Regions from separate parts of the Mus musculus genome. Here all the other regions are linked to region 4. The links are chromatin contacts, called in public promoter capture Hi-C maps. All regions are on one chromosome and are shown on one strand. Each heading gives the region's core, a stretch centred on a gene start, on an enhancer-like site or on the middle of the called end of the contact. The rest is flanking DNA. Distances are from core to core; before and after follow the strand shown. Region 1 holds the start of Mrps25 (mitochondrial ribosomal protein S25). Region 2 holds the start of Rbsn (rabenosyn, RAB effector). Region 3 holds the start of Ccdc174 (coiled-coil domain containing 174). Region 4 holds the start of Txnrd3 (thioredoxin reductase 3). Region 5 holds the start of Nr2c2 (nuclear receptor subfamily 2, group C, member 2).

Region 1 (2,700 bases), core at 89-2,588, 2.5 Mb before region 4:
TGCAGCCGCCTGCTGCACTCTCAAGGGTATGCTCTAGAAGCTTACCTTCCTCTTCAGACATGTAGTTATAGCTGAAGCTTATTAGTGATGTGTTCACATATATGCAGGCAAAACACTCATACATAGGGGCTGGAGAGATGGCTCAGTGGTTTAGAGCACTGACTGTTCTTCCAGAGGTCCTGAGTTCAATTCCCAGAACCCACATAGTGGCTCACAACCATCTGTAATGGAATCCGATGCCCTCTTCTGGTGTGTCTGAAGACAGCTACAGTGTACTCATAAATAAAATTAATAAATCTTTTAAAAAATATAGACATAAAGTAAAAAAAAAAAAACTAAAACAATTTACAATTTGGTAGCTGGGGAGATGGCTCGGTGGGTAAGAGTACTTGAGGGTCTGAGTTCTGATCCCAGGATCCATGTAAAAATCTAGGTGAGATCATCTGTGCCTGTAACCCCAGAAGTGTGGGTTACAATCCCAATTGCTGGAGCTTACTAAGAGAACAGAAACACAGCAGGACACTTTTCCCCCAGCCTTCATGTGTGCACAGGACATGTCTAGAATTGTTGGATTATTTGAGCAGAGGAAAGAACACTTAAGTTTTGAAAAAAAAATACTAGAATAAAAGATTAACAGATGAAAAATGCTCTAATGGGCTTATCAGTAGACAGTTCATCTATGAAGCCTGGGAAGTCAGTTGAAAATTTACATAATTACAAAGGGAAAAAATCTTGAGAATCCTATAGAAAAATTAATTTCAGCCATAAACAGCGATTAAAAATTACAGTGGGGCTGGAAAAATGGCTTAGCAGTTCAGTGCACTTGCTGCTCTTTTAGAGGTCCCACATGGCAGTTCACAGCTCTGTAAGGTCAATTTCAGGGGACCCAACGCCCTCTTCCAGCCTCTGCGGGCACTGCGTGTATGTGGTGCACAGCCACAACACACAAGCAAAACAGTAAGGTAAAAATAAATCCTAAAAAAAAAAATGCAGCGCAGAGTGACATGTTGATTGTTGACTTGTCATATCTGTCACAACCACTCTTAACAAGCGAACGACCCCCTCCTCTAAGCAGAGTCCTTTGAGGCAGACCCTGACGCGCCAGAGCAAGCCACTCTTTCCTCCTTTGCAAATAAGTTTTCCCTTTGAATCAACAGCGACTTTTCCGTCAAGCTCTTCACTTCAGAACTGGAGATCTTGGGAGAAGATAATTGGTTTCTGTGAAGACAAAAACGACAGGTTGATTCCCAACGCTGAGGCGGCTGCGAGCCCGGGCCCAAACTACGAGTCCCAGGCTGCCCCGCGGCCGCGCTGGCCGCCGGGAAGTGCCTCCCAAGATTCCCGGAGCCGCGCTGGTCCGCGGCTTGAGGAGTTCCTGACTTCCACCATGCCGATGAAGGGTCGCTTCCCGATCCGCCGTACGCTGCAGTACCTGGGTCGCGGGGACGTGGTATTCAAGGAGTCTGTGAAGATCATGACCGTGAACTACAACACGTATGGGGAACTGGGCGAAGGCGCCAGGTCAGTGTGGGTCACAGCCCTCGGGGTTCAGTGAAAGAAGCTGAGGCAGTGGAGGGCATCCCGACTGATCCCCGATAGAAACCCGAGTGCTCCTCCACCGGAGGGATGGGTTGCGGCTGGAAGGCTGGCCCCTTGTGCGAGGCTGTGGCGCGGGGAACGCCTTGGGAGCGGAGTAGTAAGTTTCCGCACCTGTGCACAGCATGGCTTGCTGCTGCTTAGGACACTTGATGAATGAAAGGTTTCATTGACCCGTTTATCATCTCTGAGCAATGCTTTGGACCCTTCCGAACTTACTGCACATTTATTGAGCGCCCAAAACGCTGGGTTCAGTACTGGGATTTTCCACAGTACGGGATAAACATGACTGTAGATAGAAGTGGATTTGTAGAACGGATCAGAAAGAGAGAAGAGAATAATTTTCAAGGTGGAGAGTGGCCCCTGTGGCAAAGACCTTGACTTCATGAGAGCCAGAAGCCGCCTTCAAGCCATTTTCTCTGGTCAAGTTGACCCCCAAGACCTAAGATTTGCTAGCCTGGGATCTGCTGGGGTGAGGGCTCTCTGGAACCCTCTCGGTGGACCAGAGGGTTCGGGCTCTACTCCCCACTTGTCAGGAGTTTATGCATATGCAAAGGCCTCTTAACTAGTTGTATGACCTTGGGATCACACAAGTTCTCTCAACTTCTGACAGCATTTTTCCTAGGCGGAACACCACAACATCAGTGTGTTGGTGGTGGTGTGGGGTTGCTGGAGAATAAAGTGCCTGGCAGAGTGCAACAGGTGCTGACCTTGTGCCCATTTGATCCAGTAGGTGCATCTATATCTATCTGGTTTGTGGGCACAAGGCTCTGTGCTTTGGGATGGGAAGACAGAGACTTGCTGACAAGTTCTGCCTTCAAGCTTTTGGGTGGTGTGCTGTGGAGCTTTCAGGGCAGTGTTTCCTCCCCAGAAGCAGTTCTTTCACTTTTTCAAGTTTTGTGTTGATGTAATTACTTAAAGGTCTCCACCCCACCCGACCCTGTGTTTGTGTATGTGTGGATACATTAGCATTCAACCAAAGATAATGTTTCTAAGGAGCTGGCTGACTTGGTTTCTTTTTGAAATAGGGTCTCTCAGCCTGGGCTTCATGGATTCAGCTAGGCTGGTCAGTAAGCCTGGAGCCAGCAAGCAAGGGCTCACACC
Region 2 (2,700 bases), core at 29-2,528, 2.6 Mb before region 4:
AAATTGCAGGGGCTATTCCTGGTTGTCAACTTGACTATATCTGGATGAACTACAATCCAGAATTGGGAGGCTCACCAGTGATCCTAATCTGGAGGCTGAGATAGAAGTTTCTGACCTGAATCTTGGCATGGAGATCTTGAGGCACAGTGGCTATGAATTCCAGAAGATTAAGACAGGAAGATCTCCAAGTCAAGGTTATCTGGGATTAAAGGTGTGGTGGCAGACACCTTTAATCTGGGCCACACCTTTTGCTGGAGACCTATATAAGGACATTGGAAGAAGGAAGATTGACACTCTCTTCTTCAACTGCTTGCCTTGTGGGACTGAGTGACTGCTAGATCCTTGGACTTCCATTCACAGCTGCTGCTGACCATTGTTGGGAATTGGACTACAGACTGTAAGTCATCCACCAATTCCCTTACTATATAGACTATAGAGTTCTGTGACTCTAGAGAACCCTGACTCATACATAAATGCCACTTATTTTGCAGAGATCTAGCTACCCTCATACTTTTTTATGCTTTTTTGAGATGGAGTTTCATGTATCCCAGTATGGCCTTGAACTTGCTATGTAATTGAAAATTAACTTAAATTTTTGGTCCTCCTGCCTCCATCCTTAGAGTATTGGTGTTACAGGCATGGGTGTGTGGTGGAAATTGAGTCCCAACCAGGATCAATTGAGCCAACTTCCAATCCCTGACACGACTCCTCAACGTCTCTACTTTCTTTGGCTCAATTTCCACGTCTTTCTGTCTCCTCAATGTGCTGAACATAACTTAGTCTCTCGCACTCAGAAACTTTTTTTTAACAACAACAACAAAAAAGTAAAAAAACAAAATTTTGTATGTGTGTTTTGCCTGCATGTCTGTGCACCACATGTGCAGTGCCCATGGACTCCAGAAGAGAGCATATAGGTAGCAGACAAGCAGTTTTTCAAACCTGGGTCCTTTGGAAGAACAACCGCTGTATTAAGGCATTTATGCAAAAATCTCAGAAACTTTTTAACGGTCTCTAAATAATGTTAGCGCTGCAGGCACATTATTTAAGAGCCAAAGTCTCAGTTTCCCCACCTATAGGGTGAGTGAAGGGCGAGTGTAGGGTTTCACATCGATGTGTTGCTAGGACCTGAGAGAACTTCGCAGTTTACCTCCTCCTACTGGGCCCGCCCCGTTGCGGCAGCGCCTGCGCAGCATCCTCTTCCAGGTTCAGTGCGCTCGAGGACTCGGCGCTCGACCGCCGCGTGTCAGTCTGTCTTCCGGTTTCTGCCCGGCGCGCCTGTCGAGCGCCGAGCCACTGATGGCGATGGCTGCCACTGGTCTCTGAGGAACCTCGTAGGCCGGCAGTCAGAACCCGAGGTGGAAAGGCAGGCTGCCGACTGCCTGTCGGAAGCCGCAGGGAGTGAGAAAGGGTGTCGCAGAGAGCGCGGCGGTGGCTGAGGTGGGTGTGACGTGTGGTTTGAGATGACGATGCGGTCGGGAGATGAGGCTTTGCGGGCCTCGGCGCCGCGCGGGTCTCTGCCCGCGCCGTGACGTGTTGCGTGATGTCCCGCAGAGTCGCGTCCCGCGGGTGCGCGTGGCCGTGCGGATCTCTACAGAGCCCCCCGGCTGGGTTTTTCAATCCAGTCTGGAGGCGAGAGTTTGCACAACTGGCCTTCTGGTTGCGGCATCAATTGCGGTGGTTTGTGGTGGCACCTAATTAAGTGACTTTATGTTAAGGTCCCCCACTTCATTCGCGGAACCCTATTATCCCGCTCTCCGAGTTCTCGTGGTGATGGCGAAAATCCCAGGCTCTCCTTCCCGGCTGCTGTCTTGTGTTAGTCACTTCACTTGTGTATAGGCTATGGCACCCCAGGCAGCTGCTGTGAAGGCATCCTGGAGGGAGCCTGCCTTGAGTAAGGGGCGTTTCTCCAGGGTGAGAACTGAGCTGCGATGTGTGGCCAGGGTGCACGGGGACGACTTCTGTTTGACTTTTTCTTCAGGATGAGTTGCAGGCGGGGAGGAGGCAGCTGTCACACCCAGAGGATCCTGTCAGCCACTGGCTGGGGAGAGAACCGGTCGGACCTGAGGCTGGCTGTTTAAGTGATGCCTCAGATGCTTTCCGGGATGGGTCTGCATGTGTGTAGTCTCTCGATTTATTTATTTAATCTCAAGACAAGGGTCTCACTATGTATCTATGTCTGGCCTGGAACTTGACATGTAAACCAGGCTGGCCTCAAACTCACAGGTATCTGTCTGCTTCTGCCTCCCACGCCTGTCAAATTTCTTAATTAAAGGAAATAACAGGCACCTAGCGTCCTGTTTAATTTATTTTCTGAGTTGCTGTCACCCTTCACCTTTGAGGACCAGATGGTACCCTCCTCTGTGCCCTCTGCAGCACACCACAATTCTAGCTACACAAACTCCCACTCTGTGCTGTGATATGTGGCCTCTAAAGTCTTGGAAACAGATTTCTTTGCTTCTGTGAAATGATTTTATCCTTGTTCTCAATGGTTAGGAGTCTTTCAGGGTCACATCAACAGTGACTTTGCTGTAGTCCAATAAGACAGAAAATGTAAGTTATTAAGCCCTGAAATGTTTAAGTATCAGATTTTTCTGTTGAAGGGCAGAGAACATCAGACCTGCTGCCCCACTGTTCTAATTTATAAAATCTAGTAAACACATCAACTCACTGTAAATGCAAAATATAATTTTCACTAATTTT
Region 3 (2,700 bases), core at 8-2,507, 2.2 Mb before region 4:
TACCTAGCTATATATCTTTCTATTCTACAACTACATCTGAATCACAAAATGACCAATCAATTCCGGGACTTCGTTTGTGTTATAATTATTAAAAACATTATCCTCCAGACAAGTTAACTTTGGTTTGGTTTTTAAAGACAGGGTCTCACTGTGTAGCTCTGGCTATACTGGAACTATGTAGCTCAGGCTGGCCTCTGACTTACAGTGGCCTCTGTCCACTTGTCTCTGACACTTATGTGCTAAAGTTAAGCGCATGCGCATATACTTCCTGATTAATTCAGTTTGCAAGCACTGAATCCAAGCAAACATGATTACTAAGACCAATTTTTCTATATTAAAAAACAAATTCCAACAAAAAATTTGATACATTAGATGTTTTGAACAATCAGAAAAGGCACCATTTTGCAGTCAATCAAACTGAGCCTGGCTTCTCACACAACAAATCTGTGTGTACATTGAGGAAAACGGGATTCACCTTTGGGTGTCAACTTCATTATCCATTAAGAGTGACAATTAATACCACCTACACTCAAAAGCACTTCTGAGGACTCGATGGCAGCACACATATGAAGCACGGACACAAAATGTGTACAGTGTTTACAAGTTTTCTGCTGAGAGTGGTTAAGTTAGCAAAACTCCTTACATCCTGTCAGACCTTACTGGCCCGGGTACCCCATCCCACAAGGCACTAGCTAACTTGTCTGGATCCTGCTGGGGGGGACCCTGGGAGCCCTGGGAAGACAAATCATATCCCAGTGCTCGAGAAGGGCTTTGGACTAGTGGAGAACCCAGGAAGGGCTCGTCCTCCAAGTCCCTGCGGACAGAGAGCCGGCTGTGGCGGCGGCTGACCCGCAGGATGCGCCCTGAGATCCCTGGGAGGATGGCGTCCGAGACCCGCCTGGGTTCGAGGGGAACGGAGCCCAGGCGCCTGGCGGAGCCGAGTTCAGGATCCTGTGAGTAAGGAAGCTGAGGAGGGTCTCTGCGGGGAAAGGGTCGGTCAGGATCCTTGTCAGATGGGCAGTCCAGGCCCCTGACTTGCGTGGGACAACAACTAGGTCACCATTCTCGACTGAGACAGGCGGAGGGAACGCGGAGCACGGAGCTAAGCCACACTTGTACTCACCGAGGAGGCTGTAACGTCCAAAGGCTTTTTCTTTCGGTCCATCGTCCCGCCAAGGCGTCCAGTCCCAAGACGCAGCCTCCCTGTGGCCTCAGTCAGACCCTACGAGTCCGCCACCCCCACCCGGCAGCAGAACCGGAAGTGTCTTTGATAGGGACGCTGAGTTTGCGTCATTTTGCGACTTGGATTTACGACCTCGGCGCCATCTTGAAAGCGTCAGTATGAGGTCCCTAGTCGCTACGTCGTCATTTTGAGAAGGTCAGAGGGTTGGAATTGATCGCAATTGGCCATCTTGAAGAGAGCAGAAAGTGAGGTGAAAATGACTAGTATTGTCGCCGTCTAGAGAAGGAAGGAAGATAGCTTTCATTGCAACACACACTATATTGACTGGAGAGTCTTAGATGATGGAAAAGAATAGCAGCGTATGAAGAGAGCTAAGTAAACTCCTGTCTCCAACATGAAAACAAAAGGAATTTAATGAAACTGGTAGTGGTGGGAATTATTGTTTAAGAATGGGCTATGAGAAACACTCGTTTTATGTTGGTTTTTTTTTTTTGGTGTTTTGTGATTTGTTTTGTTGGTTTTGTTTGTTGTTTTGCTTTTTAGGCTTTTTTTTTTTTTTTTTTTGAGATGGGGTCTTACTGTACAGCCACCTGGCCTCAAACTCTCTATGTAGACTTGGCTAGCCTCAAATTTGCAACAGCCCTCCTGCCTCTGCCCCCTAAATGCTAGGATTACATGTGTGAGCCACTATGCCCAACAGAATATTTGAATTTTAACTATTCATTCATACATTCATTTGGGGGTCACTGGGTACTCCTGGCTGCCTGGAACTTGCTTTGTAGACCATGCTAGCCTTGTACTCAAAGATACCTGCTTACCTCTTCCTCCCTTATGCTGGGATTGAAGCTGTGTGCCACCACAACCAGCCCCCAGAATACTCTAATTTTGAAATTACTATTTGAATTGCTAAAGAATTAAAAGAATTTTGACCTGGGATTTAGGACAAAATTTCCAACAATTTCTGAAATGGCCCTAAACATGAATTTGCTGTATCTTTGCAAAGCAGTGTTCTCCACATTGATGATGATAAAGTCAAAACAATCAACTCTGAAAAGCACTGAAGATGCTCTGTGACCTACAGTATCAAATGTTTAGCCAATATTTAATTCCTTTTGTTGAAACAAGCACATTCATGTCATTAGGATACAAATTGTTTTTCATCTTTAATAAATGGTGAATATATATATATATATATATATATATATATATACATATACATATGTGTGTGTGTGTGTGTGCGCCAAATTGTTTTAAAGTAATTTTTAAAGTATCCATATATACCTCAAGTCATGAAAATAATACTGGGTAAAAAGAAGTTGTAAGTGAAATAATTTTAAGATATCCTCCCCCCCCCCCGCCCCCTGCAGTTGGGAGGCAGATGCAGGCGAATTTCTGAGTTCAAGGCCAGCCTGATCTACAGCATAAGTTCCAGGACAGCCAGGGCTACACAGAGAAACCCTGTCTCAAAAAATCAGAAAAAAAAAGAAAGAAAGAAAGAAAGAAAGAAAGAAAGAAAG
Region 4 (2,700 bases), core at 161-2,660:
GTTTCAACTTTCTCATAATGTTAAGTAAACATCAAGATATTGAACAGCCCCATCTTGCATCTTCCTTCCAAAGATTTCAATAAGAATATTTTTATCTCATAATATGAAAACAATGTCGAATGCCCACCCAGCCCCAAATTACAGAGTGTGCAACAGAGCTTAAACTAGCCACGACTTCCATGGTTCTTAAAACCTCCTCTACCTTCATCTTACAAGCTCCCTGCTAGTTCTGAAACCTGGTCAAGGAGCCAAACATGCTAGTTAACAAATGGGATCTAGATCCAGCTTCAGCTAGCCACGCAATCCTATTTTAATAAGACAACAATTTTAAATATTTTTTGGTTGTTCTTTTTTTTTTTTTTTTAACTAAAGCCCATTATCAGGCTGGAAAGCAAATGTTTCCCTAGATGGCAACCTCCCGGGACCCCGTAGTGAGTCAGAGAAGGTAGGCAATGAAACCTGGGAAAGTGCTACAAAAGCCCTACTCCGTCCACCTTCAGGCCCCGCCCACCTCCCATATGTCAGCGCAGGACCGCCCGCCCACTAAGTTCCACCCAAACCCTCCCTTACCCCCCACCCCCCATACACTAGGTCCCACCCACAGAGTTCCACTCAGACCCTCCCTATTAGCCCCTCCCACCAGGACCCCCTTCCACGGTTCCAATCCGCCCAATGAGCCCCGCCCAGACCCTATTCCGGTTACGCCCATCAAGCACCCTCCACAGACCTCCGCTTCGCCCCACCCACCAACCTTGCTCAGACCCCGCCCACCAGGCGCTAACTACTGAGCCCGGGGTTCGCCCGGCTCACTGCTCAGACCTCTGATCAGTCCCCAGATCCGGCTCACAAACTTACCCAGCCTCTTTATCGACGCTCCTCCCCGCCCGGCCCACCCTGTCCTGGCTTCACCTTCACTTCCCTCCTCCCACCGGGATTGCTTAGACCCTGCCCATCAGGCCACGCCCCAGAGCTCTGCTACGGCCGGCCCCGCCTACCCGCGTGCTGTGTGGACAGTAACTCTTGCTGAAGATCATCACCCTGTTGCCCTCGATGAGGTCCCGCAGGCGGCGCCGCAGCTCCTCGCGGGCCTCAGAAGACGGGCGGCTGGTCCCAGGGGAGGCCAGGCGGGCGCGGCGGCCGGGTGGCGACGACATGAGGCCGCCACGGACAGCACCCAGGCGGCGGTTGGGGAGGACTCCAACCTTCCCCAGCCCGGGCGAGGTCTGCGCCCGAGGAGGCGGCGGCGGGGACGGTGGCTTCTCCAGGGCTTTGTTGTCGCTCCGGGCCGAGCCGGGCCTGCTGAGGAACCGGGACGCGGGCGGCCGCCTAGGGGACGACGCCGGCAAAGCCGCTGAGAACTTGAGAACGCTACGCACTGGCCGCGGGCGCACCGGACAGCTACGGGGCCACGCCCCCGACCGCGCGACCCACGGAGAGGGCCCGCCTACCGACCGGCCACGCCCCCGGGAAAACTTTGCCCCACCTCCAGGCCTCCACAGGGCTAAGCTACGCCCCCTTAGCTCAGCCTGGTGAGCCTGCAAACTACTCTGTCTACCACCCAGTGGCACAGTGGCAGTCACTTGCCATTTTCAAAGGTGCGGAATCAAGCTTGTATGCTCTGCTCTTCTTGTAATTACTGTTTTCATTATCGTTTTACCACAGTTTTTGACACCCAGAGGCCTCTCTACAGTTCCTTCCGCTCCTGATTCTCCACCAATCTCAAAATAGGTGCTTTTCAGGAAGGGTAGATGTCTCCACTTTATTTCAGAAAATGTGACAAAAACCTTGTCTAGGAAATACTGATTCTTTTTTAATTTGCACTACTGAAGCTGAATAAAAATTACTATTGCAATTCAGTTTCAATATGAGGTTCCTAGGTTACTACCTCCCCAACCCCTCAACCCACACACACCCTCAGCAATTCACTGTGACAGTGTACTGCTTAGTTTTTGTCAACTTGGAGCATACTAGAGTCACCTGGAAAGAGACTCAACTGAGGAAATGCTTCCTTCAGATTGGCCTGTAGGCAAGCCTGTGGAATATTTTCTGATTAATGATAAATGTGGTGGCATCAGGCCCACTGGGGAGGGGGTGCCACCCTTGGGCAGGTGGTCCTAGGTGGTAAGAGAGCATGCTGAGTGAGCTATCGAGAGCAAGCCCACGAGCAGCAGTCAGCTTCTGCTCCTTCTTGGGTTTTCTGACTTCCCCCAATAATGGAGTGTGACTTGGGACTTTTCCCAAATAAACCCTTTCTTCCTCTAAGTTGTTTTTGGTTAGTGTTGTTATCACAGCAACAGGAAATAACTAGGGCACAATGGATTCTCAAGCCATCCCCAACACAGGAACCATTTGGAAAGAAGGTCAAATAAGAACAGGCGGTATGCAAACATTTTATCAACTGAGCCCTCTCCCTGGGCTCACGTTTTAAAGTTATTGCTGTAAGCAGCCCTTCTGAAGTTCAGCTTCCTGTAAATGAGCAGAGGCACGGACTCTAATTAGTGGCCACTGTTAGTCAGTTAGCTGGACTATCCTTAGCACCTGTGGTCTGGAACGCCCACTCCACAGAGGCCTTGAGGAAAACTGCATGGCCAGTGTATCTGGTGCCTGTCTGAAGGGCAGGCTCAACCAGGGCTGCTTCAAACATTTGAGCCAGACTTGTTATCACCAACCCTTGAACCCTAGAAGACCCTACTAAAACTC
Region 5 (2,700 bases), core at 32-2,531, 2.4 Mb before region 4:
CACTGTCTCTTGAGATATCCAAAGAAAGAATTAAAACTGAGACTGCTCATATTATTAAAAAGGTATTGTTTGATTTCAAATATTTTATTTTGGATACCGGATCTTATAGCCCAGGCTGGCCTAAAACTCTATGTAGCCAAGAATGACACTGAAACTTCTGATCTGCCTCCACCGCCCCAGTAACTGGGATTACAGATATGCAGCACTACATAAGTTTATGCAGTGCTAAGGATGAAACTTGATTTCCTACATGCTAGCCAGCCCTTCCTACTATGTTATATGCACAAATATTTTAGTCATCAGACTTTCCAATGGAAGCTAACATTATATTTTGTAAAGTTTGTTTTCCACTTTGATAAATGAGATTTTCAGTAGCTTCATAGCATCAATCAATTTTATCTCTGGGAAAGATAAATATGTTAAAAGAATGCCTACTGAAGTCCAATTCAAATTCCCTGCTTAGTATAATGGACATTTTATTGCTGGGCATGCTATCCCAACTGTCAAGTTCGGGTAAAAATGCACCAATTAAATATGCAGCACTTAGCTATCAATAGTATCAGCAACAATTTACTCAACAAAAAGTGTGGGAAAATCTTCCCTTCCCATCTTCAAGCTTGCTATCCAGAACCCAGCTCTTTTCCTGAAATCTATTCAAACATTCAGTGAAGCCTGACTTCCTCACCATCCAATTAAATTAATGCCCTCACGATTCCTTCAGCACATCATCCAGTTTCTTCCATTCTCTGACCATTCTCTGAGCCTTTGTATCCCCTCGGCATCCAAAATTCTGGGGGGAGAATGGCTCCTTGCCCAGGTCAGTTGAATCTCTGGAAGTAGTGTCCTAGTGTCTAAAGCTACGCACAACTGTGTTTAATGAAAGTAGGAAAGAGAATCACCTCACAAGTTTTCCACTCCAGTTGGTTCCTTATATATTTCCACATCACCATTTTGGGACTAGGGATGTTACTCAATGGCAGGGCCGTCCCCAGCACCACAATAAGACGAAAAAACTAACACCACCATTTGCAAATTACTTTTGAGGCTGGCAGAGTAGCTTGGACTCCATTTTCAGAGAACAGTCCCTCAAACAATGCTGAGGAGAGAGGCGAGGCTTGGCAAGAACGTCTGGTGTCCCAATTTCATGGACTGAAATTGAGCCCGCCAGAGGGGCTCCGTCCAGAGTCGTGAGGAAAGCGCGAACCCCGGAGAGCCTCCAAGTGCCGACGAACTCTTCCCTTCTGGCCGCGCCATGGGTTCAAAAAGCATCACCAGCTTCCCAGCCCGAGACCCACCAAGTTCCTCAGAGGCTGGCCCGCCCGGCCTCACACCCCGCACTAGCGGCCCCCGGGACCTCCCTCTCCCACCTGGACCAACCAGCACAGCCCCGGGGGCGGTGCCGCAGGCCGTGGCCCTCCTATAAGGGGGAACGATTGGCCAGCCCGGCCGTCACTCAGGAGGTCGTGCCCTGCCCACGCCTCCCTCCCTCCCCTTCCACCCTCCTAGTCCGGAAAAACGGCGGTTGGGCCAGGGTGGCAGCCAACGGCAGGCGGGGAGTGCTGGGGTGAGGAGCGGGGAACACAGGAAGAAGCGGGCAGGCCGGGCGCGCGCCGAGGGGAGCCTGGCCGGCGCCGCGGGGACAAGATGGCGGCGCTGGCGGAGGGCCAGGCGTGAGGCGGGGCCGCGGACAGTCCCCCTCTCCGCCCCCGCGGCGCGCGGCCGGCCCGGTCAGGACAGCGGCTCGCCGGGCTCGGCCGCGGGAGGGGAGGGGAGTGGAAGAGAGGGGAGGGAAGGGTGCGGCCCGGCCCACTATGCAAAGCGCCCGCTGCTGCCGCCGCCACCGCCCCGTGGCAAAGGTAAAAGGCCGCGTTCAGCCTCCGCGGCCTCCATGGCGGCGCAGGCCTGCCCTCCTCCGCCGTGCCGCGCTGCGCCGCGCCGCGCCGCGGCTTGGCCCGGCGGGCTTGCTCTTACCTCAGGGTCGGGCGCCACCACAACCGCGGAGCAGATCCCGTGTCTGCGGCCGGCGCCCCCGGCTAGGAGGGCAGGGCGCGGGCCGGGCAGGCGCCGGAGGGCAGGAGCCCGGGGGCTCGGGCGGCCGGGACGCCGCGGCGGGCCGGTGCGGAGCGGGGCGGCGGGCTGGGCCCTGGCACCGCCGGGGTCGCGGAGGGACCGCGCTTTGTTATTGTTTTTGTCAGTGAAAGGTCAGAGTTCGTGACCCCGGTGCCGCTGCCGCCGCCGCCCGCGCGCTGGGAGGAGGAGGGCGAATGTTCCTCTTCCTCTTCCCGGCGCCAGCCTCACCGCGGCGGCGGGGGGCGGGCGAGCACGCGATTGGCTGAGCGCGCGCGCGCACCGGAACGCCGCCGCTGCCGCTGCGGCCGCCGCCGGAGCTGAGGCCCGCAGGCCTGGGCCGGGCAGGTGCGGCCGATCCCGTAGGCACCGCTTGCAGGCTGGAGAAGCGGGCCCTTGCCTGGCGCCGCGCCGAGATGTTGCAAGCGAGCGGTGTCCTGGGAGTGCACTGAGCTCCCGGTACCTTCCTTGGGATGGATGGTAGCTTTCTGTTTTAAAGCTCCGAGGATGTGCATGCCTCTGGCCGGACCAGGCAAGTGTGCAGATGCCCCAGGCCCATTTTTAAAACAGGTGCTTAGCCTTGGAGCCCAGACTTGTGCAGTCCCGTGCCCCTCTCCTTCGCGATTTGAGAAA

Evidence for each region. Promoter capture Hi-C pulls out the DNA fragments that hold promoters and counts their contacts. Capture Hi-C pulls out chosen DNA fragments and counts their contacts.
Region 1: a promoter capture Hi-C map of hematopoietic stem and progenitor cells shows a contact between it and region 4, with 5 times the contacts expected there. The contact joins the promoter of Mrps25 here to the promoter of Txnrd3 in region 4. A contact is called at or near these places in 2 of 39 promoter capture datasets (hematopoietic stem and progenitor cells and pre-B cells).
Region 2: a promoter capture Hi-C map of pre-B cells shows a contact between it and region 4, with 2.5 times the contacts expected there. The contact joins the promoter of Rbsn here to the promoter of Txnrd3 in region 4. A contact is called at or near these places in 1 of 39 promoter capture datasets (pre-B cells) and 2 of 484 Hi-C or Micro-C datasets (CD4 T cells and hematopoietic stem and progenitor cells).
Region 3: a contact with region 4 is called in a promoter capture Hi-C map of liver, with 3 times the contacts expected there. The contact joins the promoter of Ccdc174 here to the promoter of Txnrd3 in region 4.
Region 5: a contact with region 4 is called in a promoter capture Hi-C map of pre-B cells, with 6 times the contacts expected there. The contact joins the promoter of Nr2c2 here to the promoter of Txnrd3 in region 4. A contact is called at or near these places in 2 of 39 promoter capture datasets (liver and pre-B cells), 3 of 484 Hi-C or Micro-C datasets (B cells, CD4 T cells and muscle stem cells) and 1 of 115 datasets of contacts at active chromatin or transcription factors (thymic regulatory T cells).

What each region holds. Positions count from the first base shown.
Region 1 is chr6:92,182,661-92,185,360 of GRCm38.p6, reverse strand. It overlaps Mrps25 (mitochondrial ribosomal protein S25), which reads left to right and starts at 1,338. Exons shown (of 4, transcript NM_025578.4): 1 at 1,338-1,521. The coding sequence starts at 1,388.
Region 2 is chr6:92,213,448-92,216,147 of GRCm38.p6, reverse strand. Rbsn (rabenosyn, RAB effector) reads left to right here and starts at 1,278. Exons shown (of 12, transcript NM_030081.3): 1 at 1,278-1,437.
Region 3 is chr6:91,876,610-91,879,309 of GRCm38.p6, reverse strand. Ccdc174 (coiled-coil domain containing 174) reads right to left here and starts at 1,257. Exons shown (of 11, transcript NM_172730.2): 1 at 1,124-1,257. The coding sequence starts at 1,165.
Region 4 is chr6:89,642,698-89,645,397 of GRCm38.p6, reverse strand. It overlaps Txnrd3 (thioredoxin reductase 3), which reads right to left and starts at 1,410. Exons shown (of 16, transcript NM_001178058.1): 1 at 996-1,410. The coding sequence starts at 1,265.
Region 5 is chr6:92,091,014-92,093,713 of GRCm38.p6, reverse strand. Nr2c2 (nuclear receptor subfamily 2, group C, member 2) reads right to left here and starts at 1,281. Exons shown (of 15, transcript NM_001347342.1): 1 at 900-1,281.